2 separate regions of the Mus musculus genome follow, and region 2 is linked to region 1. Evidence: chromatin contacts called from public promoter capture Hi-C data. All regions are on one chromosome and are shown on one strand. The core of a region is the stretch at or near the end of the contact, and the rest is flanking DNA. Distances in the headings are between cores, read along the strand shown. Region 1 has its middle 46 kb from the start of 4930503F20Rik. Region 2 holds the start of Gdf10 (growth differentiation factor 10).

What was found. Promoter capture Hi-C pulls out the DNA fragments that hold promoters and counts their contacts.
Region 2: a contact with region 1 is called in a promoter capture Hi-C map of second pharyngeal arch cranial neural crest, with 3 times the contacts expected there. The contact joins the promoter of Gdf10 here to the enhancer-like site in region 1. A contact is called at or near these places in 12 of 39 promoter capture datasets (the 3T3-L1 cell line, 3T3-L1-derived adipocytes, cranial neural crest and 8 more), 4 of 484 Hi-C or Micro-C datasets (8-cell embryo, liver, neurons and 1 more), 7 of 115 datasets of contacts at active chromatin or transcription factors (SST interneurons, craniofacial prominence, embryonic limb bud and 4 more) and 2 of 9 other capture datasets (embryonic stem cells and pancreatic islet).

What each region holds. Positions count from the first base shown.
Region 1 is chr14:33,761,155-33,768,554 of GRCm38.p6, forward strand. No RefSeq gene overlaps it. Among named protein-coding and RNA genes, the nearest start is that of 4930503F20Rik, 46 kb to the right of the region's middle. Within about 2 kb of position 2,732, at least 12 of the 459 cell types and tissues checked have an H3K27ac peak or open chromatin away from gene starts, as enhancers often do. A contact at or near this core is called in craniofacial prominence and second pharyngeal arch cranial neural crest, where this site is marked.
Region 2 is chr14:33,918,898-33,926,297 of GRCm38.p6, forward strand. It overlaps Gdf10 (growth differentiation factor 10), which reads left to right and starts at 4,690. Exons shown (of 3, transcript NM_145741.3): 1 at 4,690-5,305. The coding sequence starts at 4,999. Gm30031 (a long non-coding RNA gene) reads right to left here and starts at 4,202. Exons shown (of 4, transcript XR_001781214.1): 1 at 1-4,202.

The DNA of each region.
Region 1 (7,400 bases), core at 1,482-3,981:
GATCCACTGCTCAGAATGACCCTGCTCATAATTAATGTGGCTCTTTCACATATTAATTAAATATATTTAATATATAATTATTAAATGTTAGATAACTAAAACAATGCCTCACTCTTAAAGGCTGTCTTAGTTAGGTGTTCCATTGCTGTGAATAGACACCGTGATCAGAACTCTTATAAAAGAAAAACATTTAATTGGGACTGGATAACAGTTCAGAGGTTTAGTCTATTATCATCATGGCTGGAACATTGGTGACACACAGGCAGACATTATGTTGAAGAGGTAGCTGAAAGTTCTACATCTGGCTGGACAGGTAGCAGGAAGAGAGAATGAGCCATTGGGCCTGGTTAGAGGTTCGGAAACCTCAAAGCCCGCTGGCAAAGGCACACTTCCTCCAATAAGGCTACACCTACTCCAAAGGGCCACACTTCCCAGGAGTGCTACTCCCTCTGAGCCTATGAGGCTCATTTCCATTCAAATTACTAATCTAGATCTAGATGCTCTCTCATAAGCGTGCTGGAAGCCTGTCTTTTAGGTGCTAAGCTAATGGTTTGGTAGCGGACCAGGGGCTGGAAGACCAGAGGTTGACATTGGGCGTCTTCATTAATCTCTCTCCACTATATATTTTTGGGGATAGGGTGTCTCACTAACCCTGGACCTCAGTGATTTGGGTAGGTTGACTGGTCTGCAGTGTCTGTGAATGCACCTGTCTCCACCTCCCTAGTGCTGGGGTTATAGCAAGTGCTGCTGTACATGATGGTTTATGTGGGCGATATACGCTTATGAGCTCATTTTACCAACCAGGCCATCTCCTGAGATCCTCTCCACTCTCAATTGTCTGACTTGGCATCCTACCCACTGCTCTAATCTTTAGATATTGACTTCTTCAGATCCAGAAAGACCTCCCTTTTCTCCTCTCCATTTAGTGGCGCTCTCAGGAGGTGCGTTTTGGGGACTCGCGACCTGCTCTCCCTTGTTGTCTTTTATGTGTTCCTTCTTTTGCCTGCCTGCTCTCTCTGCCAACCGGGTGACAAGACATGGTTCAGATTGGTTCCTAAATCACTTCTCCTTGAACCCTGCCCTTCCCTTCTGTCCTCTTTGTCATAGTCTTTATTTCCAATGACTATGATTTTCACTTTTAGATGTCTGCTTTCCCCACACGGTCCCATCACTGATGATGCTCTCTGATATTTAGCTCACAATTCCAAACTCTTACTGTATGAATCTATTCCTTCCTCTCTCAGGAAGTGATCTGAAAAGATAGCACAGGTGATAAAGTGTTTGCCTTGCAGGCATTAAGACCTGAGTTTGAGCCCTAGAATGTACATCTAAGAATGTACATTTAAAAGCTTTGCTCTGTGGTGTGTATTTGTAATTCTGAGGTGGGAAAAAAAAAGGTGGATTCTTAGGGCTCACTGATAGCCAGCTGAGTCTACTTAACAAATTCCGTGTGTGTGTGTGTGTGTGTGTGTGTGTGAGAGAGAGAGAGAGAGACAGAGAGACAGAGAGAGAGAGACAGAGACAGAGACAGAGAGAGACAGAGACAGAGAGACAGATACAGAGAGAGACAGACAGACAGAGACACAGAGGGACAGAGAGACAGAGACAGAGAGAGCTGTCTTTCCTCAAAAATGAGAAGTAGGGGCTCTGTCTCCACTCTGGCCTCTACATTCAAGTGCATACAGGTGTATTCCCACCCCCACTCTCTCTCTCTCACACACACACACACACACACACACACACACACACACAAATGGCATATTTCAAGCCAATCATGGTAGTTTATACCTTCAACACCAATACTGGGGATACAGAGACAGACAGCTCTTTGTGAGTTCCCAACCAACCCTGCTGTATAGCAAATCTGTCTAAAACTAAAAGTCCATTAGCAGTTATTCAATTTTCTTACTTCCATTGCCTTTGGATGTGAAGCCCTGGTTATGTGAACTGTGGAACACCCTACAGGGCTACACTTTTATTTGTTTCCTACCTTTTGGCTTTTTACCTTCTTGTTTTGATTTTGATCCTTGTGATTTCTATTTTAAACATTTTATTTGTAAACAGACTAATTATTGTAAGGAGTTTCCAGATTCCATCAGGCTCCTCATGGCTTGAATTTCCAAAGAAAATCTTATACAAGGGCCCAGGAATTCTGCCTTCTGGGAACTTTTGGTCAGTCCCTGAACTTGTGAGTGGTAGTTAAAGGCACCATGTTGTGTAATTCCAAGGTCACCAGTCACATGGAATATGACGTTGAAGAACTGCGTGCTAAGTAGCTCTACTGGTGGCCCTCTTCCAATTGTGAACCCTCCTTTGAATTGCCATCCACTCTTTGCATGGTCAGTAATCGGAGAGGCAGAGAAACCACTTGCCCGAGAAAATGCACTGGAGAAAGGTCTAAAGCCTGCACATTTTTCTTCAACGCTGTGTTGCAACTCAGAACTAGTTAAGGATGTGATAGAAATCAAACGAGCCTTCAAGTTTGGCAACAAAGGCATTTCTAGGATCAACTGAAAATGGATTCCTCAGATTTTTCCATGTCCCTGTGAATGTTTGTGGGGAGAGGGGTGATAAGCATAAATGTATTGGGACTTTATTGCCTCCAGATTGTGCTATGTCTGCTGCAATTGCTGGGCCCGATGAATCCTGAGAGGACATAGAGGACTGGGCAGAGCCTAGACAGGGAAATGTAACTGATTCTTGCAATTCCTTCCACCACGACAAAGACTGAAAGGGGCCATTCTCCTCTCCTGAGAGCCCTCTCTGAGTTTCGGGCAGCCATGGGTCATGTTACAGTGTTAATGGATGTGAATTTTCAAAACCACACTTCACTTTGAGTTTGCATCACTGTCAGCCTTCTCTGTGTCAGCTGCAGAGGGTGAGGATGGAGCCCGGCTGAAGAGCCAGTAAGCACACATATAAGCCTTTTTGTATTTCCTTCTTTATGGATGACCTTACAGGGTGGCGTAGGGTTCAGCAACCCTGGAAGTGTTTGTTCTTGACAACTGGGAATTCCCAGGTCACTCATCTACTGGAGGTCAGTGTTTGAATCACCTCCTGCCCAAACTCAAAGACAATATCTCAAGACTACCACGAGCCTCATCTCTAGTACTAATCCTGGGAAGAGAGTTCAAATCTACTTATTTGGCTATGCCTGTCCCGTTTGGCTAAGCCTGGCCCTCCTCCCAGGCTTAATATGATGCCTTTCGTGTGGATAGCTCTCAATAACCTAAATGAAAACCCTCAGTAATGAACCAATCTATTGTCCCTATCCAAGAACAGTGGGGTGGTGGTGGAATGAAGTCATTCACTTACAGTCGATCTCCTTCTTAAACATAAGCGACTATCCTGGGCTTTGAAAGTGGGCAGAAACCTCTTTTCTGATGTTTTAGACTTGGAAAGTTTTAAAAGAACGTGAACAAACCCTTATTAACCTTTAAAGCTTTGTCTATTTTATGAGAAATGCAAGCTGCCTGCTCCAGATTCACCTACGGTGCCTGATTTGTCAGACACCCCTTATAAATAAATGGGTGTTTGCTGTCCCAAACTCCATGTGACCAGTCAGAAGTGTAGCAGCCTGCAGCAGGGGATTGATGCTAGTGAACACTCCTTAGCTCCAGCCTGATTCTAGCCCATTTTCATTTTCCTGAGGGCCTCTGAGGTCCAGGGCTGTATCTCGTTCTCACTTTGGGGGAACTTGATGAGAATTTGAAGTGAAGGAGCTGTGGTTAGTCGCTCTCAGATCTTCAACCAAGTTCTAGAGGTTTGGCCAGACGTCGTGAACATCCTTCCCAGAAGAGAGTAAATACAGCCTTATAAAAATACAGTCTTTGTGTTGCTTTGACTTGATGGCGTCTGTGTACTCGGAGTAAAACATGATAAATGGACGTGTTTTCCTGTGGTTCTCTCTATAGAGTCTGCTGCAGAAGGGACAGCATTCATGTCAAATGGCATCTGAAAGGAAAAATTCTTCTTTAAATAATGTATTTAAAAACCAAGGGAAAACTAGTGTAGTGATATACATAATGCATGTATAAACTGAAGAATCTTGACAACTATATATGCACATATAAGCCACAACTAAAAGTTCAGGATTGCTGTCCTGTATTTTCCCATGGTAGGGTCAGTTTCTAAGAGAGCCCTGTTCACCTTTGCCATGGTATTTAAGACTTTGTAAGCTACCGTCTACTGAAGTATGGGCCATGCCAAGGAAATTTCTGTCTCTTCCGAGGTTGATTACAAAGGCATTGTCATTTCTGTCTTCCTGGTCATCTTTTGCGCTGTCTTCTGCAGCTTTAGCTCTGGGAGAGACCAGTGTGAAGAGACGCACATATGAGAGATCATCTGTCCAGCCAATAGTCATCAAGGCTTGCCATAGCCACCTGAGTGAGCGTAGGAGAATATCTCCCCCAATCATGTTTTGAGATGATTGACCTGGTCAATACTTTGAAGAAGCCTTGTGGGAAATGCTTAACCCAAGGAATCCAGCCAAGTCATCTCTGGACTCCTGACTCCCAGATACTGAGATATATGTATATACATATACATCAGATATGTATGTGACTGTTAGTGTTATACATATACATCAGATATGTATGTGACTGTTAGTGTTATACATATACATATACATCAGATATGTATGTGACTATGTTAGTGTTAGTTGATGTTGATAACTTTGGACATGCTCTGTTACACAACAAGAAAAGAAAAGAACACAATCACCGTGGATTAGTTTTGTCCTTGAATGTCAGACAAAGGAAATCATGCAGTATGTATCCTTTGGTCCATGACATCATTTTTGTAAACAGGATGTCTGCACAATGCACTCATATTGTGTACACTGGGGTATGGCTCCTTGCCTGAATGTAGGACAGTTTATCCATTCTGCTATTGCAGATCATTGGCATTGTTCATTGTTCCCTACTTAAAAAAATTTTAAATACAAGAAGTGCTACAAACATTTTCTTTTAAAAGACATTTTATTTTATTTTATTTTATGTGTATAAGTGTCTTCCTGCCTATATGTATTATGCACTGTGTGTGCCTGGCACCCTTCAGAAGTCAAAAGAGGACATCAGATCCTTGGAACTGGCATTATAAATCATTATGAGCCACCATATGAGTGTTAGGAACTGAATCCAGACCCTCTGTAAGGACAGCAAACACTCTTAACTGCTGACCTATCTCTCCAGTCCACTATAGACAGACTTTTGCAAGTTGTTCTATGAGCGAGCAATAGTTTTCTAGTACTAAAATGCTGGTTGTTATTGAATGACAAAAATAAAAAAGAAATTAAAAGGAAAAGAAAAATAACTTCCTAAGTATTGTGAAAGAGAACATTTGCTATAGATATGTGGGAGAGCCCAGCCAGAGGCAGGAGCATCAGAGAGTCTAGAGTGGACATGACCAGACTGAGATGTGCATGTGGGGAGAGGGGGAGGGGAAGAGATGAGAAAGAGAGGAGACTCAGGTGCAGAAGCCAGGAGGCCAAGGTACAAAGTGGGTAACTGAGATGGCTGGATTATGTAGGGAAGAGCAGCCCAGCCTCTGGGCTCAAGAGTTCAGGGTAGAGGGTCGGGTATGCCAGTCATAGCCTATAACAGGTAGGAATAGAGAGCCTGGTGGTCAGGTCTGCTTTGATGGTGTTAAATAGGTACCTTACCCACTTGCCCCAGACTTGAAATCTAACAGTTATAAATTAATATTAGAAGAGACTTCAAGATAAATTCTAACACGGTTGTATATTTTAAACTCATTTTATAAGGTCTCTCTTCTATGATGACTTTCATTTGGTTTTGCTTTGATTTTGAGACTGGGTCTCATATGCCTCAACTCACTATATGGCAAGGAAAAAGAACTTGTGGTTTTCCTGAATGCTATTATAGGCATACAGCACAATGGCTGGTTTTCATGGTACTGGTGTATGATCCCAGGGCTTCATGCACACTAGGCAGGCACTGTGCAAACTAAGCCACACCCCCAATTCTGCTTATGCTTTATTTCTGGGATTTTTTTTTAAAAATAAAAGCATATATCATGAGTTTATAAATCACTCTTTTAAATTGTCTTAATGTATATAGGCTATGTGCCTACATGTACTTTTGTGCACACATGTGAGTCTGGTGCCTGTGGCAGTCAGAATAGGGTTTTGATCCTCTAGGAATCGGTTTACAGATGGTTGTCAGCCACCATGTGGGTGCTGAAAATTAAACTCAGGTCCTCTGGGAGAGAAGCCAATGCTCTTAACCACTGAACAATCTTTTTTTTATTTTAATTTTTTGTTTTATTACATATTTTATTTATTTACATTTCCAATGTGAACCCCTTTCCAGATTTGCCCTCAGAAAACCCTCTATACCCTCCCACCTCCCTCTGCTCACCAACCCACCCACTCCTGCTTCCTCGCCCTGGCATTCCCCTGTACAGAGGCATAGAGCCTTCACAGGACCTAGGGCCTCTTCTTCCACTGATGACTGACAAGGCCATCCTCTGCTACATATGTGGCTGGAGCCATGGGTCTCTCCATGTGTACTCTTTGGTTGGTGGTTTAGTCCCTGGGAGCTCTGGGCATACTGGTTAGTTCATATTGTTGTTCCTCCTACAGGGAGGAACCCTGCAAACCCCTTCAGCTGAGCAATCTTTTAAGCCCTCATTCTTGATTTTTAAATAGCACACAAAATTATAAGTTTCTTTGAAGTTTGCTACCTAATTTTCCAATTTTGGTGATATTTAATTTGTTATTATTGATTCCTAATTTCATTATAGTCAGAGAATATTTTTATTACACTTTAATTTTAAAAACTTACTGAAGGGACAACTTCAATGACTATGTAGGTAAATATGCTTGCAGCCAAGCCTGACAACCTGAGTTCAATTCTCAGATGCACATGAGAGGAGGAGACCCACCTCCCACAAGTTGTCCTCTGACCTCTGTGTATGAGCCATGATGCATAGACATACACAGAGAGAGACAGAGAGACAGAGACAGAGAGACAGAGAGACAGAGACAGAGAGACAGAGAGAGAGACAGCGACACAGAGAGAGACACACACATACATATCACATACACACATGCAGAGAGAGAATCAGAGAAAGAAAGAGGCAGAGACAGAGAGAGACAGACACACGATCACACTCACACACATACACATATCACACAGGGACAGACAGAGACACACAGAGAGAGACAGTCAGATACAGACAGACAGACACACATACACAGAAATACATAGAGAGAGAAAGAGACAAAGAGAGAAAGGAAGAGAGACAGAGACAGACACAGAGAGAGACACACAGAGACTGAGAGATAGGGACAGAGAGATACAGAAAGAGAGACAGAGATTTAAAACAAAGAAAAGTAATTTTAAAATGTATTAAAGCATTTAACAGGTCAACATATT
Region 2 (7,400 bases), core at 3,440-5,939, 160 kb after region 1:
CTGGAGAGGACAGACAGGAAGAGACTGAGAAAGTCTCAACCAAGACAAACAGGACAGATGGCAAGAGCCTGAATGCCAGCCAGGGGATGTCCACTTTGTCCCTCTCACTCAAAAGAGACCATCAAAGTCTTTGAGGAACATTATTTGGGGGTTGTAAGGAGGCTGCACAATCCCAAAGGAGTGGCGATTTCCAAAGTGTCTATTTGGCCGCCTCTCCAGCAGACTCCTCTTAGCTGGCTCTAGCCAACTCAAACACACACACACACACACACACACACACACACACACACACCACCTCCTTCTCCAAATCGGCTCCCTTCAAATTGTCACTCCCCACAGGGCTGCAGTCATGAATGGGTTCTAAATAGTCCCGCTGTTCAGCTTTAACGAGAAGTAATACCAATCCCCATGTTTGCTCAGAGAGCACCATATTTCATCAAACCAGAGGCCGTGCAGGCTCAGACTACTGTCCGAGACAATGTTCTGTAATCCTGGTTTATTCACATGTCACGGGTATTTTAGCAAAACAGAAATGAATAGCCCTCGCCACCCTAGGAAGTACGGGGAAGGCTGGGTTCCCGCCCAGGGGAAGTTGCGCTTTCCCTGGCCAGGGTTCTCAGAGTCGCCAAGTCTGATCCTCTGAGTTTTCCCAACTTACAGAAAGAGAATTTTGGGCTGAGGAGGAGTCACAGACTGGGTAGTTATTTCCCCATAAAATGTGAACTCCACGGATGGATTTTGCCAGAGCAAAAATAAAATCTGTCATTGATTATAAAGTCCTTTGTGCTTGTTATTTCACAGATTTATTACACTCTGGCCTGGCAGCCAGGAGAGGCCCTGAGATTCTTGTCTCTAGCGCCCCACAGCTCATGCCCCAAATGGGGACAGGGACTTGCTGGCGTTTCTTTTGTCCTTTAAGGGCCAAGAGCTTTGGAAATTTAGATGAAGAGCCGTGAATCATGCCACAGACGCAGGGCTAACAACAGCTCATTCTGGAGGGCTAACACTTGCTAGCCAGGGAAACATATCCCTTCCCATTTAACTTTTAGCAGTGTGCACCAACAAAAGGGATTCCTCTACAGAGGTTTTCACCATATCTCCCGGTGTCTGGGTCCACTGTGAATGTGCCAGGACCTCTTTCAAACCCACCACGCCAGGAGCGGTAATGATGCTATCAGTGCAACTTCCTACCATCTCTCATCGGAACACTACCAATAAACCTCACAGTGTTCTGCTCGTGTCCATGTATAGAGCTGAAGAAACTGAAGCTCAGAGAACGCGATTAAGTTGCCTAAGGCCACACAGCTGAGTAACAGTGGCAATGGGACATGAACATAGCCCCCAAATGGCTTCACAGGGCCACATGGATGCTCTCACTTCCAAGGCTGCATTGACACGAAGCCCAAGGCACAGCATACAGTCCTAGGGGTGAGACCACCTTTCAGAGTTTAGAGGGGCTGTGGTGCTATCCCAGAGCAACAGAGCTGGTTAGAATCACAAACTGACTCAGTCACAGAGGAATTGGGTAGGACTATCAAATGAGGGCAAGAAGAGCTTTTCATTCGCTGTCTACCCTGGGGAGTGATTTCTAAGAAACCCTGTGGTCCTTGCTATTTAGAGCTATCAGATTATTCCCTGCTATATTGAGGTGTGGGCCTTCCAATCACAGGGACTCTTCACCCTTTTCTCACCATCTTCTGTGTTAAAGACAGCCCTCCTTCCCCCCAGAATGTGTGGCACAGAAGACCTAAGGCTGAAGTCCCCTAAACTAGTATCCTGTCTCTAGAGAGTACAATCCGGCATCCCGACGCATAAAGTCAAGAGCCTGCTTTTAACAGAATGGTCCCCCTGCCCCAAGAGCAGAATAACTGTGTGGGAAGCTATGGAAGCAGGGGATTAGAAGACTTAGATCCATAGTCAGCCATCACCACTCTTATTATTCTGAGCCACAGCCTGAACTATTAAAAACAAAACATGTTCATTGGCAAGCTCCACAATTAGCCTCATTTCCACGCTCAAGCACTGTTCAGCACGAGCTGCGTTCGCACAGATTGCTTCTTGTCTGTGCTTTGCTGCTTAGAGTGCTGTGCTGGGAGCTAGCGAGGATGTGACCCAGTGGTAATCTGAATTGCTTCACCAAACACATTTTTATCCCATCATCTCGGCCACATGAAAGGGGGCCACAGTGCTCCAGTGTTCAGAACTTTACAGTCCTGCTGTTCGGCAATAAAATGAGGCAAGAAATATTAGCCGTCCCTGGTTGATGCCTTAATTCTTTCGAAACAATGTCAAAGAATCTGGACCCTACAGGTTTTAGAGCCTGCTAAAGCCTGACCCTCGAGGTGGCTTGAATGGAGCCAGAATGGGTTAAGGAGAGCGAAGAGGCTTTAATGGACAAGGATCCGAATAGCCCAGCTTGTGCCGGCCTCCTGCAGACTCCCCTCCTTTTCACAGACCTCGATTGTGTTGGCCCCAGCAGAGACAAAACTACCCCTGAGCAGAGGTTACCCCCAGCTGGCACAGGTCAGAGGCATTCTTGGGGAGAGGAGAAGAGGGGGTGGCAAGGGAAAGTGAGGGCACATGGGGAAGGAGGGAAGTGAGATGGGGGAGGACATTTATAAGGGAGGATGGTCTGGTCCATTTATGAGGAGAGATTCAGGCCCAGAGCTGGGACCTGATGGGCTCTCAACTCCAGTCCTTTTGGGAAAGCCAGTTCACAGAACAAGTGGGAACTGTATACGAATGGGAAGTTGAATGTGATGTGAGTTAATTTTCAAAATACTACGTATTTATATACATAATAAACGCCACCCCTTAGCGCTTCCAAAAACTACAGGCCAAAGCTTCACAGCTCTGGGAAGGATGGATTCTAATATGATAGTCTGAGATTAAAAAAAATAAATAAATAAAAAATAAAAATAAAAAAACTATAAATAGTCATTTTACAAAGCAACAGAAGGCTTTTCCAGGAAAATTTCAATTATTGCACTGTGATCCCTCCAAAATAAAGTAACTATTTTGGCTCCCAAAGCCCAGAGTCACCAGGTAAGAGGAACATTGGGTTCATGAGTGTACTAACTATTAGCCTGCAGCACAGAGAAGAGTGTGGGCTTGAAGGGGGTCCTGTCCCTCTAATGCAGGGGTTCTCAACCTGTGAGTTGCAACCATTTTGAGGGTCTAATGAAATTTTCAGGTGGGTCTGCTAAAACCATGTGAATGGAAAACAGATATTTATGTTACAATTCAAGACAGCAATTAAATTACAGTTAAGAAGTAGCAATAGAAATAATTTTATGGTTGGGGTTTACCAAAACAGGAAGAACTGTATTAAAAGGTCACAGCATCTAGAGTCTAAAGAGTCCTTCACGTTTAGGTCCCTGGGCGTCTTTCTAGCCTGCTAAATTCTGTGGACTCCTCTCCTAAAGAATGTTTTTAAATGCACAAAATGGAATTCCCAAGTTAACAGAGAAAACCAACAGTACTCTAATATATAAAAATATCTTAAAGCACCTCTGCAGCATGACAATAATAAATATTCTATTTCATTAATTCCTTAATTAGCAGGGCCCAAGACTTGTTGTAATTTCAATAGTGTTTAAGCAAAAAATTTACTTTGGGAAATCTGGAAAACCTTCCCAGGTCCAATGAAAATATCTAACTAATGTCTATCTGTGAAAAGCCACAGCACTTGCCACTATGACTGCTTTCTTGTTCACATAACATTAGAAATTACTATGTTTCAGTTAAAGTTGGTAAAAATGACCAGATCTTCCCCCACCAGGACCCCGAATTCTATCTATAGGGAGGTAAGTTTGCTAGAGTGAAGCACCTTTGGGGCTGCCCTTCTGCCCCGGGACTAAGCTGCCCTAGCAGGGGTCAGCGACACCCTACACCAGCACTTCATTCGGAACTCTTTTTCAAGAAAACTGTGGGCTTTTTCTCCTCCTTCCCTGACGCTTTGAAACTTTTTACAAAGTAAATTGAAAGCATGCCCTTTTCTTTTTTAAGCAATCCTGTCCGATGTTTTCTACAGACCTTTCCTGTGTGTCTTCAACAAGTGGAAACACCGTTGCCAAAGAAAGGGTCAAGTTAACCTGATGATTCTAATTTTGTGTTTTGATCAAGATCTTGCTTCCACCGATTTAGGTTGGTTGAGCTTTGGAAACACACACACACACACACACACACACACACACACACACACACACCTTCTGTTGTTAAATCGCCGGAGCTCCTGTTCCCAAGACTGCACCTTTGCATTTTGAGCACACACTAGCTCAGAGACAACTAGGCACACATGGCCTCTGGGTCCTCATGGGGGAGCTGTCATCTTCCAACCACATAGCCATAGCATGCCATTGCAGGGACAACCCCGCAGGCGGGCCCCCTCCAAAGCCCGCCCAGCCCCCGCGACGCCCTGGCTCAGCTGCAGGCAGCGACACTCCGGAGCCGGCTGCGGGGCTAGTCTCCGGCTCTCGGCGGGGGAGCGGGGAGCGCGCCCGCCCACACCCACGGCCCCCACACTCGGGAGCGCACACCCCGGCGCGCGCACGCCCGCACACCGGGACGCACGCACAGCACACCGGGGCCACAGACCGTCTCTTGGCGGCGGCGAGTGGGGACACAGCAGGATCCCCGCCCCCCGCACCCCCGAGGGCGCTATCGGCCACCTCGCCCCGCCCCGCCCCTCGAACTCGCCAGTCCCGGCGCCGCTCCGTGGGCTGCAAAGTTTGCAGCGCGAGGCCGTCAAGGGAGCGCGCCGGCGCGGGCTCGGCTGAGCTCCACGCGGCTCAGGATAGCCGTGGTCGCTGGCCCGGCGGCGCGGATGCTCGGCGCACAGCGCTGCTACAGAGAGCCAATCCCGATACCTCGAGTGGGGTCATCCGGGCTGTCCGAGTCCCACAGGGACACTCCAGCCGCGGACGAGGTGCACAGCCAACACTGAGCCCTCCTTGTCTGTTCTCCTGGGCTCAGACCCTTCACCACCGTTACTCAGCCATGGCTCCAGGTCCTGCTCGGATCAGCTTGGGGTCCCAGCTGCTGCCCATGGTGCCGCTGCTCCTGCTGCTGCGGGGCGCAGGCTGCGGCCACAGGGGCCCCTCATGGTCCTCATTGCCCTCGGCAGCTGCCGGTCTGCAGGGGGACAGGGACTCCCAGCAGTCACCCGGGGACGCAGCAGCCGCTCTGGGCCCAGGCGCCCAGGACATGGTCGCTATCCACATGCTCAGGCTCTATGAGAAGTACAACCGAAGAGGTGCTCCACCGGGAGGAGGCAACACCGTCCGAAGCTTCCGTGCCCGGCTGGGTAAGTAGAAGATGCACCGGGAGTCCTAATCCATCAGTTCTCTATCTGTTTTCTCTGTTCCTTCGCAGCTTTCTTCTCCCTTCCTTTCTTGTACTGACTTTTAATTCATCTTTCCACTGACAATCCACTCAGTTCCCTGAACCAGGCCAGAGCTTGCAGTTGGGACAAGTGGTACTTGGTGGCAGACCTCCTGTCCCTGGGAGCTTGCACAACTGCTGGACAACTATCAGCATATACTCAAGGCTTTAGGCACAGAATGGAGATGGGCATGGACTGAGGACCATCCGTGCCATAAGTTGTGCTGGCACTTGCTGTATGGGGGTCACAGGGATTGCTCAGCGAGTCACAAGGCAGCACCAGTGGAAGTGCCAAGCACGGAGCCCGGATAGGAAGCTTGATTTGGGTAGCAAGAAAGCACAGAGCACTAAGAGCCTGTGACCTCAGGACGGAAAACTTCAGAAGAAAGGTCTCAGAAAAGGTCCAGAAGCACCTTGCCCAGGTCCTGGTCCATGCCCCACTTTACTCTCTTCACACCTAGGGATGAACTTGCCAGAGGCCATTTGACAGAGGCTCTCCCCACCCTCTTCTTAGGGAAGGTGGCTCTGAGCCCCAGCCCACTAACTTTGGGCTGAGAAGCCCTTGCAAGGCCCGGGCTAAGTGCGGGAGTGCTGAGGAAGTGAAGTCTGGGAAGCAGGTGGTGAGAAGACCCTGGTTGTCATGGTGACTGCTCATGGTTTCAGAATGCCTTTCCAGAAAATGTGGGCAGGGGTCTCCTGCAGTCCTGTCTGGGAGGAGGCCGTTCCCCAGGAGAAAAATCCTTCTGTCTGCGCTCTTCTTTCCCAAGGTCGATAGGCGCAAACCTTGGCGATCTTCGAGGCTGACCTGTACAGCCCCAGGGCTTCCCACCTGCTGCTCACTGGGCGCCATCTTGGCTTCCGATTCAGACAGAACATGGGTAATGGGGCATCTTTTCCAAAGAACAGAGCCTTCGTCGTACCAGGATGTGTTCCTAGGTTCTAGGCCAACTCTGGCCTCCCTGGGACCTTTTAGTCAATGCCTGGCATTCGTTTCTGGAGAAGCTTTATTAAAGTAAGCCCCTTAAGGAACATTTGGCACTATTGAGTTAAATCATTAAAACTATGTGGACTTGTTTGTACTTTATAAAATGGGCAGCACACAGCAGCATCCCCCTTTCTGGGGTGGAAGAAAGATGAAATGGAGTAATACTGTACGTCCAGCGCCCTGGCCAGATTGAGTAGTGTTGTAATGCTTGGAACAGAAAGTACTGTGATTGGTGCTTTGTGTTCCTATAGGCTTGAACTTGACCTGTGTTGCCCATTAACTCTTGCCCCTGGAACCTTGAAGTGCAAACAGAAAGGTCGTCAGGGGTCACCACTGCAAGAAGTGAGCGTATCCCACTGGGCACAAACATCTGCTGCAGCCTGGTTATGGAGGGGTACAGTAGTGTCTGTTTTCACCATACCAAGGTGATGAGACTTCCTAGCACAAAATAATAGTGAACATTTTAATGGCCTGGGGACTGGACCTTAAATCCAGCACTCCCATTTCACAGATAAGGACAGAAAGACAGATCAGGGGAGAAAGTTGTTGCATCAAGGAGGCAACAACAGCCATTTCCACTGCCACCCTCTCTCCATCAGAACTAAGCTCAAAGCCTGGGAGCAGATTATCAGTCAGGTTGGAAGAGACAGGTTTAAGAAATCAGAATTCCCGTGCAGTCCTGAAGTGTCGAAAAGTATCCTTTCACTTGGATCCCTGATACAAGCTAAAGAGTGAGTTCCAACTTCAGCAGTTACTGTCCGTGTGCTGTGGGACCTGTCTCCTCCCTGTTCTGAACATGTTTTCTTGTGTGTATGTAGACGAGGTGAGTGGTGAATAGAAGGTAGATTCCTGTCTGGCATTGGTCAGAGTTTGGTTGTTTGTACCTTGCCTAGACGTATCTGCATTGCTTCATAATTAGTCTCAGATGTTCCTTCCACTTGATCTGGAGAGCCGTCTGTTGGGGTGTTGTGAGCAGAACACAGACCCCTTGCCTCCGCCCTGATCCTGGAGCCTACTAATCCCAGCAGACTCC